Linked DNA regions of Anas platyrhynchos: region 1 is linked to region 2. Evidence: chromatin contacts called from public Hi-C data. All regions are on one chromosome and are shown on one strand. Each heading gives the region's core, a stretch centred on a gene start, on an enhancer-like site or on the middle of the called end of the contact. The rest is flanking DNA. Distances are from core to core; before and after follow the strand shown.

Evidence for each region. Hi-C and Micro-C count contacts between places; a contact is called where the count stands out from the background.
Region 1: a Hi-C map of skeletal muscle shows a contact between it and region 2, with 2.8 times the contacts expected there. The contact joins two enhancer-like sites. A contact is called at or near these places in 2 of 8 Hi-C or Micro-C datasets (liver and skeletal muscle).

Annotation. Positions count from the first base shown.
Region 1 is chr1:48,080,675-48,086,077 of IASCAAS_PekinDuck_T2T, reverse strand. No RefSeq gene overlaps it. Among named protein-coding and RNA genes, the nearest start is that of BTG1, 53 kb to the right of the region's middle. Within about 2 kb of position 2,242, at least 6 of the 8 cell types and tissues checked have an H3K27ac peak or open chromatin away from gene starts, as enhancers often do.
Region 2 is chr1:47,882,927-47,888,220 of IASCAAS_PekinDuck_T2T, reverse strand. No RefSeq gene overlaps it. Among named protein-coding and RNA genes, the nearest start is that of PLEKHG7, 53 kb to the right of the region's middle. Within about 2 kb of position 2,675, at least 5 of the 8 cell types and tissues checked have an H3K27ac peak or open chromatin away from gene starts, as enhancers often do.

The sequences.
Region 1 (5,403 bases), core at 993-3,492, 200 kb before region 2:
ATGATATCCCAAATAATCTGGCATTTTTTTTAAATGTAAGCAACATTTTTTTTCACTCTTTCAAGAGATGTTTTATGATGCTAAATGCTTAAATAATGTCTTTGTCCCACCAGTGGGACAGTGGGATTGCCCATGCAGTAGGTTTCAGAAGAGCTCTGTTCTTATTCCACCTTGATCACAGAGCTATCACAAATTTTTCTACATGTAATTTTTCACATCTGTAAAATAAGAGATGTCTACAGCTTCATCTGTGGTGTCATATGAAAGGCATTGATGAAAAGTATTCCTCAAAATTTAGTTGCTGTTAGAAATAGTTAGCTATGAATCCTCTCTGCTTCCCTTCAGCACAAATATCTTCAGCATGCAAAAGGTTTCTCCACCCACATGCATGCACTTTGCTGTAGACACCAACAGGATGATGTACTTGGGATGGTCCTGCTGAGGGACTGCTCTTTTCCTGTCACCAGCAGCCACAGGAACATGGATGGGCCATCTCTGATGTACATACTGCATGTGTGAAGAATGCAGTCTTTGTTGCTGGGGAAGGGAAGAGGCAGGGAAGATCAGATCCAGCCAGGAGAGAGGAAATGACAACATACAGAGGGGGAGGGAGATAGGATGTCTTGGGAAACTGCAAAAATATTATCTTACGGGCTCCCAGTGTCACAGCACCACCAGCTTGGCCCACTGTTCCAGACATTTCTTCCACTTGGTCTCGGTGTCACATGGCCCCAAATGTCTTCCTTCTTCCACTGCATTGTCACTTGTCTGCTTTTCTACTGCAAGTAAGAAAACCCCAACTGCCTTCTTTTTAGTGCAATTCTTGTGAATTGCTGCTTAGTGCTGACACCTTAATTCCCTTGGAAAAGTTTTCAGCATTTTAATCTAATTGCTCCTAGCAAGGAGGGCCAGAAACATTAATGCTAAATTGTTAGCAGCCCATGTTGTAGTCACTGGTATAGACTTCTAGGATTTAAGTGGGAGAAAATCAGGGGGACACGATTTCCAGATTTGTAACAGATTCCAGTGAAATCAACAGTGGTTGCACCAAGCATGCTGTGTTGCACCAAGCTGAACTCTGCTTTTTGCTGATTAACTGATTGAAATTTTACACAGTCATTACTGAGATATTTTTTTCTCCAAATGATAATCTGGGTAACAATAGTGTCTTCATCATGACTTCTACTGTCAGACCTTCACATCTAAGTGGGGTTACTGTAGCAAATTCCACTGAAGCTGAGAGCTACATACAAGTTGGGAAGTGATGCCTGGATGAGCTGAAGTAACTTCCTGAAGTCATACATCAAATCTGTGGCTTGGTGCAGGAAATGAGCTCAGATCTTGCAAGTCGTGGTCCACTGCCTGTGCCCACGCAGTTAGTGGCCACGAGTCATTCTGCAGAATGGCAAAAATGAAGAGGAAAAGCCAGTTCCCATCAGCAGCAAAACTCAAGCTCAGACATGCAAACTCAACTTCAGTGTCATAAAATCCTTTCATGGACAATGCAGAAAGGGTACCTGTGCATGACCAGGATAAAACTGACTCATGTAAGAGCAGTTGTCTGCAAGCTGCAGCACCCGGCTTAGCTCTCATGGTGAGCGGAGCCTGGCAGTAGCTGTGGGCTGTGACACAAAAGCTTTGGCAGTTGTAGCTGTGCTGGAGCCAGCTTCCTGTTTCTGCTCCCTTTGCAAAGCCAGAGAGTAAGATGGGGAGGATGTCTGGCAGCAGCAGGCATGGCCACCCCCTGCCCTCCTGGCAGCAGTGAGAGCAGCACCCCACATTTCTCCATCCCATGTCCATCCTGTCTCTATCTCTGCTTTCTGGCAGGAGGCAGTTTTTTGTTCTTGTTTTGTCAGACATTGCCAAGAAGCCTTGACATGGCTCTGCAAAGCCCTGCTGAAATTCCAAAGAAAGGCATAAATGTGAGATTTATGTAAGCTTTGGCTCAGGGATAAATCTCACCTGCAGTGCCCAGATGGCCACTTTCTGCCTTCACTAGATCTACTGTAGTTTAATATACTTTGTCCAAAGACACATCTGAAGGTAGCATTTGTCCAAACAGTAAACAAGAGTTCAGTTCATGCACCAGCGGAGATCCTATCTCTTTTGTGTCTGCTTCCTGGTCACATGAATATCTCTGTACAATAAATACTTCTTGAGCCTGGAAAGCAAAGGGTTGTAGCAGCTGCCCCACTTTGACCCTGAAATCTTTTGTCCGAGGCCACCGTGACGCATTGCTCTAAGAACTGCAGATTTCTCTCTTCAGCTTGCAAGCTCTTGGCAGAGCTACAATAAATACATAACACGTAGTACTGCACTTTGACAGCTGCTCTGTCAGGGACATACCTTACCATCTGATTGCTATTCTACTGTTCAGCTCAGTTGTGGCAAAAGTTGTCTGAGGAAGAACAGAACCAAGAAAGTCAGTGGGCACTGGGGTCTGCTGAGGATCTCCATCAGGACTCAGCCCCTCCACTGATTATGGAGTAACCAGTTCTATTTTTTTTCTCAACATCTAACATATTAGAATATATATATATATATATATATATATATATATATATATAATAGCTTGTTTAACAGCAACCAAAATGACAAGAAAAAAAAAAAAAAAAAAAAAAAAAGCAGGAAGAACAGTCTTGTGGTTTGTAACAATTTAGATTTTCAGTTCACCTGGTATTTTCCACTAGCTCTGTGAATACTGTGAGAATTTCATGAAGGCCCAGCCTTTATGAATACCTTCTTTTTTTATTATTATTATTTTTGAGACACATTTGGCTCAGAACAGTGAGCTACTCTCTTTTGAATTTAATTTCTCAAATATTTCTTTACCACATAGACATAAACCACAGACTATGATTTCTGCATCAGTGAACCATAGACTAGAAACCACTATGTTAGGATATTTGCAGTTGGGATCAATGGCATATGGATTCATAGCTCTGGATTCCTGCTGAGAGAGGTAGTTGAATAGCGCTTGGCACTAGGCTGGATATAGGAAGCTGCAAAATCTAGGGTCTTTGGCAAATGTCTGAAAAAAACATGGCAAATGTTAAGAATTCAGGCCAGCTGCACTGGTAGCTCACTGTATTGCCTTCAGCTGATCTCTGTCAGCAAACCCACGAGCATCTCACCTGAAATGAGCTTTAGTGGTCTCCACAAATGCAAATAAACACAGTATCCAGTAAGGCAACCATGAAATCTACCTAGGAAACTGCACAACAACTGGCAGGAGATATCTGGCTACTGCTTGAAAGATTAATGGCAAACCACCAATATCCTTCATGCCTAGCTTCACACAGCTTTGTTTATTATTTATTATTTATAGGGTAGCTGAGAGAAAATTCTAGGATGATTGACCTCTATTTAACAAATGTTACACTGCTCATAAGGGAAAAGAAAAGGAAAAGGCCATGTGTACCTCCTATATGGAAAAAGCCTATAAACAAACAATTCACACTCCAATAGATCTCACACTGCCTATAGGATTCACACAAAAGAATAGTGTGAATTTATTTGTCCAGAAACAATGAGCCATTGTTTCTTCAATTCTGACAAGTGTGAAGTGAAAGGACAAAAGTCTGGAAATGTTTTCACAAGGCTTCTGAGTAGTGAAGATTTTAACAGGTACTCAACTATTGGGCTACTTCACTCTCCAAGTTGTTCTTTTTGTCTCATACCAGGGATAGGCAACCACCTTTCACAGAGCTGTTTTGAGATTGAGGTTGAATGGCTTTTACAAGAGATGGCAAAGGAAAGATAAGAACTTGCAGGAAGTGTTATTAACCTACCAAAATTGGGGCAGGTACATGAAAAGGGGAAGGAGAACAGGAAGGAAAATACTCCATAACAACTTGTCTGCTCTCTCAGGGTACACTTATATCTGGATTTTATGGAGACATATGGTATTGTGACATCTCCCTCTTTACAGTTGGATGGTTTATGTGTCACTACTTAATGTTTCAAAACAATGGTGAGAAAATGGGGGAAAATCTGTTGTTAGTAAAAAATTCTCAGCATTTCCAGGAATGTTCTCCTTCCCTGGAAGGAAAAGTTCCAGCTAATATTTCAGTAATCCCTCCTGCCACACCATCAGCTTGTTCATTTTCTACTTTAAAGAAGAGCTAGCACTGAAGTTTTCTTCCGCACAATGAGTGGCCTTCAAACATAAAACCATAACAAGGGTCCTACTGAGTAAGATCACTGCTCCATGTTGCATGGTATTCTTCCTTCAGCAATGAAAAAACAGGTACTATCTGGGAGGTGCACATGAGTGAGGACTGAACAGTCCCAGGTTTTTCAGTCTTCTCTCTTAAGGTCATTGTTCCATCCCCTTGATCATTTTAGCTGCCTTTTTCTGTACCTCCTTCACCTACGCTAAATCCTTCCTGAGGTGCAAATACCAGGACTGCACACGGAACTCAAGATGGGAGTACATCAGGTTTTAGGTAGCAGAAAACCTTACCTTCTGTACTGTTCCCAGCATCCTTCCTGATGATACCGAACATTTAGTTGGTTTATTTGGCTGTGCGGCACGCTGCGTTAATTTTGTCACAACAATAACTCTAATATCTCTTTCCTGAATTGTAATGACCAGTTTCAAGTGCAGTGTCAGGTAAGCATGACTTAGATTATTAGATTACTAATGCAAATATAGAACACAAACATGTTTTGATACCACACCTAAAATTTGAATGCAAAAACAACCCTTTTTACAGTGTTGGAACATGGATTTATTTTATTCCCTGACAACTTTTATAAACCAAAATCTGATAAATACTTTCAAGGAAAAAAAAAAAGTAATTACACAGTGGCCTAGAAAAATATTTGTAATTATTTGCTTGGGCATCTTAAGTGCAGCAGACTACTGTCAAAAGAGGTCTGCTCAGCTTTCAGGGCTAAAATTTAAAGCAGACATTCTTCAAAGCTTAGTGAACTCTGTCTTATTTTTGTATTGATATCTATATAATGAATGCAAATTAATTACAAACATTGTGTATTGATTGTATTAGACAATGTACTTTTGATAACTGTACAGAAATGTCACCATACAAAATATATTCCTATGTTAGGAATATCCAGCTATATTCCTTTAATTTAAATATTGTATATTTTAGCTAAGTTTTGACAGATAAATTTCAATGATAAGGTCAAAACCGAGGCAGGTCATGAGAGGAAATTTTCCCTTGTGCTGAAGGTTGCTGTCAAATTATATACTATAGATCTCACTTTTAAACTATAGTACTGGAGAGAATTCCACCTGATATAATCCAGAGTTATCTATTGCCTTTGCAGATATGTTTACCAGTGCACTGTACACATATACATGTATGTGTATGGAAATCACCTGCCTCTGATGGGTTGCTCTTGCTCCAAGTAAACTCAACTCTTTTGCTAAAGCTG
Region 2 (5,294 bases), core at 1,426-3,925:
AAAAAAAAAAAAAAGATACACTTTGTTTTTATTTCAGAAAACTATCAAAGTAATTGCCAGATATTTATTATATATATGGATATAAATCTTTTGAAATATCATTTCAATTTGGAGGGATCTGTGTTCATGGCTGATTTACAGAGCATAGTTAATGCCTAATTATTTCATTTTGCCTTTTGCCAGGGTATGAATAATTCATGACCCTTCTTTAACAAAACCAAGAACAGGTTGATTCATGATCTTGATCCACAGCCAGAATTATGAAAAATGCACGAATATTGGAAGAGTTCAGGACTGGGAAGAAGAGGCTTCACTTTCTACCTAGATTATTCACGTTAGCATCCAGAGGTTATATAGTAACTATGCTGAGTAAAGGTGGAAAGAATATGCGATGTATTACTTGCAAAACACTGCTGAAACCTTTGCATTAAAGCTATCCATCAGGCTCATAACCAACAGGTCTATCTTCACAGTACCATTGCTCAGGCATTGACTGTGGATTTGTTTTTGTTGGTGAGTCAGAAAGGTGATCATGATCCAAGGAGACAGTATCTAGAAGATAAATTTATTGCTCACATTGCACCCTCTACTGTCTTATTCCTATAAATGCTCTGGGCAAGGTCTTCTGGCTGTGTTACAGTGGTGTGAAACACCACAATGTGCAGTAAGACAAGCAAGTAACCAAGGGAGAAGATGCCAAAGTAAAGGAAAAGACCACACAGAAAATCTGCATGAGAAGAAACTTATAGAACAAAATCAGAAGTAAGGAATGTGTTCATTAACTGACTGTCTGTTAAGCCCTAGCCTTTAATCCTGACTGCATTACAGTTCAATGGGAAATCCTTTTAAAGGAAGTCAGCAGGACAGTGCCTATAAAAATGCAGTCCATAGTATTAGGAAGCCCATCTGCCTTCTTAGACCATCAGATATATTTGAGGTTCAGATATATGCATCAGAGGTCAATGCATCAGAGTAGCTCTGTGGTGTACAGGGGTCATTGCTATGAAGAATTAGACAGCGGATCTGGTTGAGTATCATAGGTCAAAAAGATCCATCTTCCAGGTTAGTAAGATGGGTATAAGCACTGGAACAGGCTGGAGACTGGCTAGTTTGTTACCTTACATTACAGCCCAGCCAGCAGCATACAGTGACAGGGTATATATTTCATCATCAGCACACACTGTCTTGTTAATCAATGTGCCAACCAGACACTGTCCTATGTTTAACCACTGTATGTTACTGAATACAACACCCATCCTAAAAAAGCTCAGCCTGCTCCTAAGATCCTACTCCCAGCTCATTGCTGGTGTCCCAAGAGAGAGAGAACTTCCCGTTTAACCTAGTTGACTTGTTAGGCTGCAAGGAGCAATCCAGAGCATGACACCACAATTTACACCCTGATGTCAAGTATCTGAAGTTATGTTACACAATATAGAGAAGAATCCATCTCTAGAGTCTGCCCACCCTCACTGTGGTGTATTAGCCAGGCGAATTCGTACATCTTGCCTGGTATCTGACATACCTTATTGACTAGAGAGGGAACACAGTTAATGAACTTAGACTAGAGGGCTAGATTTCAGGTGGTTCACTTGGGGAAGAATGGATCCCACTCATAAGGGCCTACCCTGCAAGGCTTGCAATCCAAAAGGACATGCTATTACAAGCACGTCATAAGGAGAAAAGGCAGCAGGAAAAGAATGGAAGACCAGATCTGCATATAGTTATGTTACTTACAAATGTAGCTGATAAGAAATATGTAAAAACAGAGAAAATATGAAAGAGATTAAGTCCATGGTGATAACAATTATAACTCTGTATCATGAAAGAAAAGTACATTCCAATCTTCATTTCACTTTAAAACAAATAAATAATTTTTAAAAACAAAAAAATTACCAAATGTTCTTCTGATCCCACTTTAGTTATTGTAAATATAGTGTTATTCTATACATGCCATTGGAGAAAATATCCACTGGAGTGGGAGACATGGCTTTCAATTTCAATCTCCAGGCAACATTACAGAAGACTCAGCAATTCCAGAGCAGTGGTTATCAAAAGGCAGTGGGTGACAGCCTACATAATCCTGTTTGCAACTGTACCCTCAGAGTCAGCTTTCCACAAGAAAGGGCTTAAAATGGAAGCTGGTTCAGACTTTAATTTATTGCAGCCAGACATAGTAAATAAAATCAAAAGTTTGATCTTCTTGGAAACTGAGCAAATTGGCAGATGTGCCACAGTTCTTTCAGAAGCATATCTCAGGATATCCATTAGTTTTGCATCATGCTCTGCTGCTGCTCAGGGATACTGTGATGGACCAGCAAAGGAACTATTTGTTTCAGCTGCATGCTAAGGGAGGAGACGTGAAATTCCATTAACTACCATGTCTTCATTCAAGCTCGAGACACCAGTGTCCATTACCCTGTACAGAGCAGGCTGTCCCACTTTCTTTTTCAAACCCTCTATAAGGTGTGCCATCCATTTAAGCATTTACTGGAGGAGGTCATAACTGCTAAACAAGGAGTCATAGTTTAGGATGGTTGTCAGCTGAGATTTTTTAAACATAAAACTTGTCTCTCAAGAGACCCAGCAAGAACGTGAAGCCCTAATAAACAGTCTGTACAAAGCACCAGGCAGTGTGTAGCAGGAGACAACTCTGCTGTGCTTGGACTTGACAGGCAACCTTATCCCTCTCTGACTTCTGTTATTTTAGGATGGTAATCTGCTGTTCTCAGACCGCTGTCCTTGGCAGAGACTGAAGCACAGCCAACACAAGGATATCCTTGCTTATAACTTGAAACACAGGGTCAGAATGACAACTCAGAGCCTAGATTAGGTGGAGCTCACTGCAAAAAATATCCTTTCCTCTCATATTATCCTCTCTGCTTCACAGTATTTGGCATCAGCCTCAGCTTTTCTTGATTGCAAGTGTTGAATATGTTGAAGGTAATAGAAAGTTCAACCAATTAGCAGTACATTAAATGTTTTTTCTGTCCTTTGAAAAAGGGTTAAACTTTGATTTAGGAACAACTACGTAGAGTTCTTGCTTTTGTAAGAGCTTCTAAAGGTGAGTACAAATGGCTGTTCTTTAGTATGGCTCACACCAGTCAAAATACAGTGTGAATAGGCATTTGACAAGAAAATCATGGATTGCACAGGGTATGTGAATCACATACAAATATGCATGTAATCTGTTCACTTAGGTGTCAAAATATCTAATGCAAACTGACATTAAAAAAAATAAAGTCTAAAGGGCAATGCAGTTCATATATATATAAATAGGTTGCCATCTAATGAAGAAGGTAATTCACACCTTCTGCAGGAAAGCATTCCCCCCATGTGTATAGTAAATTTTAAGAGTTGCTTCAAGACCAGACACAATATTAAACTTGCCAGCTCTCCTAACAGGAATGGGCTTGAGATAAGCCATTCCCTAGGAGAAATCTCAAGAAATCTGAGCCTGCAAAATATGTTATCTTGGGCTTTATCAGGCTTTGCCTGCCCTCATTGTCTGCACGTATTGCAGTGGCATCCCCTGTCCAAGTCCATGCAGATGATATTGTCCAGGATCCCCAACAATACCTACCAGTAAATCAGAAAGGATTCATACACGGTCTGAATCTATGAAGAAATGGGGGTGTTTGGGATTGGTCTCAGGAGGACACATGGCTGCAGGAAATTTCCAAAATGGCCAGCACAGCAGCTACTAGTTCCATGGGTATATCCAGAGAAAGCCACAGCAAATTTCAGGGCTTAAATCTGAAGTTTAACTTCTAAGTTAACCTTCTAAGTCAGTTCAACCTGATTATCCCCAAAGTTGGGCTGTACACCCTGTGTTAGGAAGGTACCCCCATAACAAAGCATAAAAATAAATTATTCTCCTCAAAATGCATCTTTAGTAAATCAGCACAGCAGAGCCCAGAAACACAAAATGAGTGTTGTTTCAGTAGAGCAAAGCGACAGGGCCAACAGCAGATGCATTTCTTGGCACCAAGCGCTGCAAATTTTGTAAGCAGCAGGGACAAACCTGTTTCACCAAAGATTAAGTCTACACAAAAGCATCTCATTCAGAACTTGTAAAGAGGCTCATCTATTGTCCTGGCAAATGGCACCAAAGATACAGTACCCTGGAGACAAAATGTGAGGCTAGCTGGAAACGCACTTGCCAACCTGAAAAGAAAGACAGTCAACACAATGGTAACTAGTGAAGAAACAGCTGGGCATGGTAGCACCAGACTGTGTCTTTCAACCCATGTTATCAACACTTCTTCATATAGCCAGCATGTTGTGAAGAAGCACTTGTCGCTTTCTGTTTGGTCACAAAGAAATGAATGGGGCCTAGTGTCAAAAGAGGCTGGTAAGGGGCATTAATTTGTTTTCTTTTAATACTCAACAATATTGGAAACGGTATAGTTAAACAGTAAGGGCAGCCATGTGAAAATTTGTATCACACTAGTGACTTATTGCTGACATTTGAGAAATGCCAAGGCTCAAGGAGATTTTGGAAAAATATGGGCCATCATCGACACAACTAGTGAAACAAACGCTTCTAGCACACTTCACACTCACACCAAATTCAAGGGCAAAAAGTGTGACTGTCAACCCATTCCATTGTACAGCATCCATAATATGGATACTGGCTCATCCCTTCCCATTCAAAATTTCATCCCTTGGAAAAGTGGGTGTCTAGCATCCATTCCTTCATCAGTTTTAATCTCTCTTTCAGTATTTATGGCAGAAGCTCACTTTTGCAGCTGTACTGAGAAAAACAAGGCAACTATAAAGTATTTCATTGTATGAGTTATGTGCAAGTTTCAAGCTAATGGAAAAATGTGAATACTTTTGTGAAAAAAAGTTTTATGCCTCTGCTCCAAATTATCTGAGACAAAAATGCTTATAATCTTTCTTTCCCCTGTTTGGATCCCACTCAAAAGGAATCTAAGAAAATATTCTTAATGGCAACAGATGAAACACCATTATACTGGCCAACTCTTTTTAAAAAAAAAAAAAAAAAATATATATATATATATATATGTATATATATATGGTTTAAAAAAGGCTCCTAAGGCACATACTATTTTAATGATCACAGCAAATTGTAAGCTTTTAAATACACTTCCTCAGACTTTTTCCTAGGAGGAAATCAGGAGCTGTAAATGATCCAAGGATAATAACTCGTTACAGCAGAGGCTGGCTGCTGGGGAAGGGAGTAGCTGGACTGTCAAGAGTATGGTTGTTTTCTACAGGACCTGTGTTGAAATGAAGCTATGTCCTCGGTCCATATCAGCACCAAGGGTCAG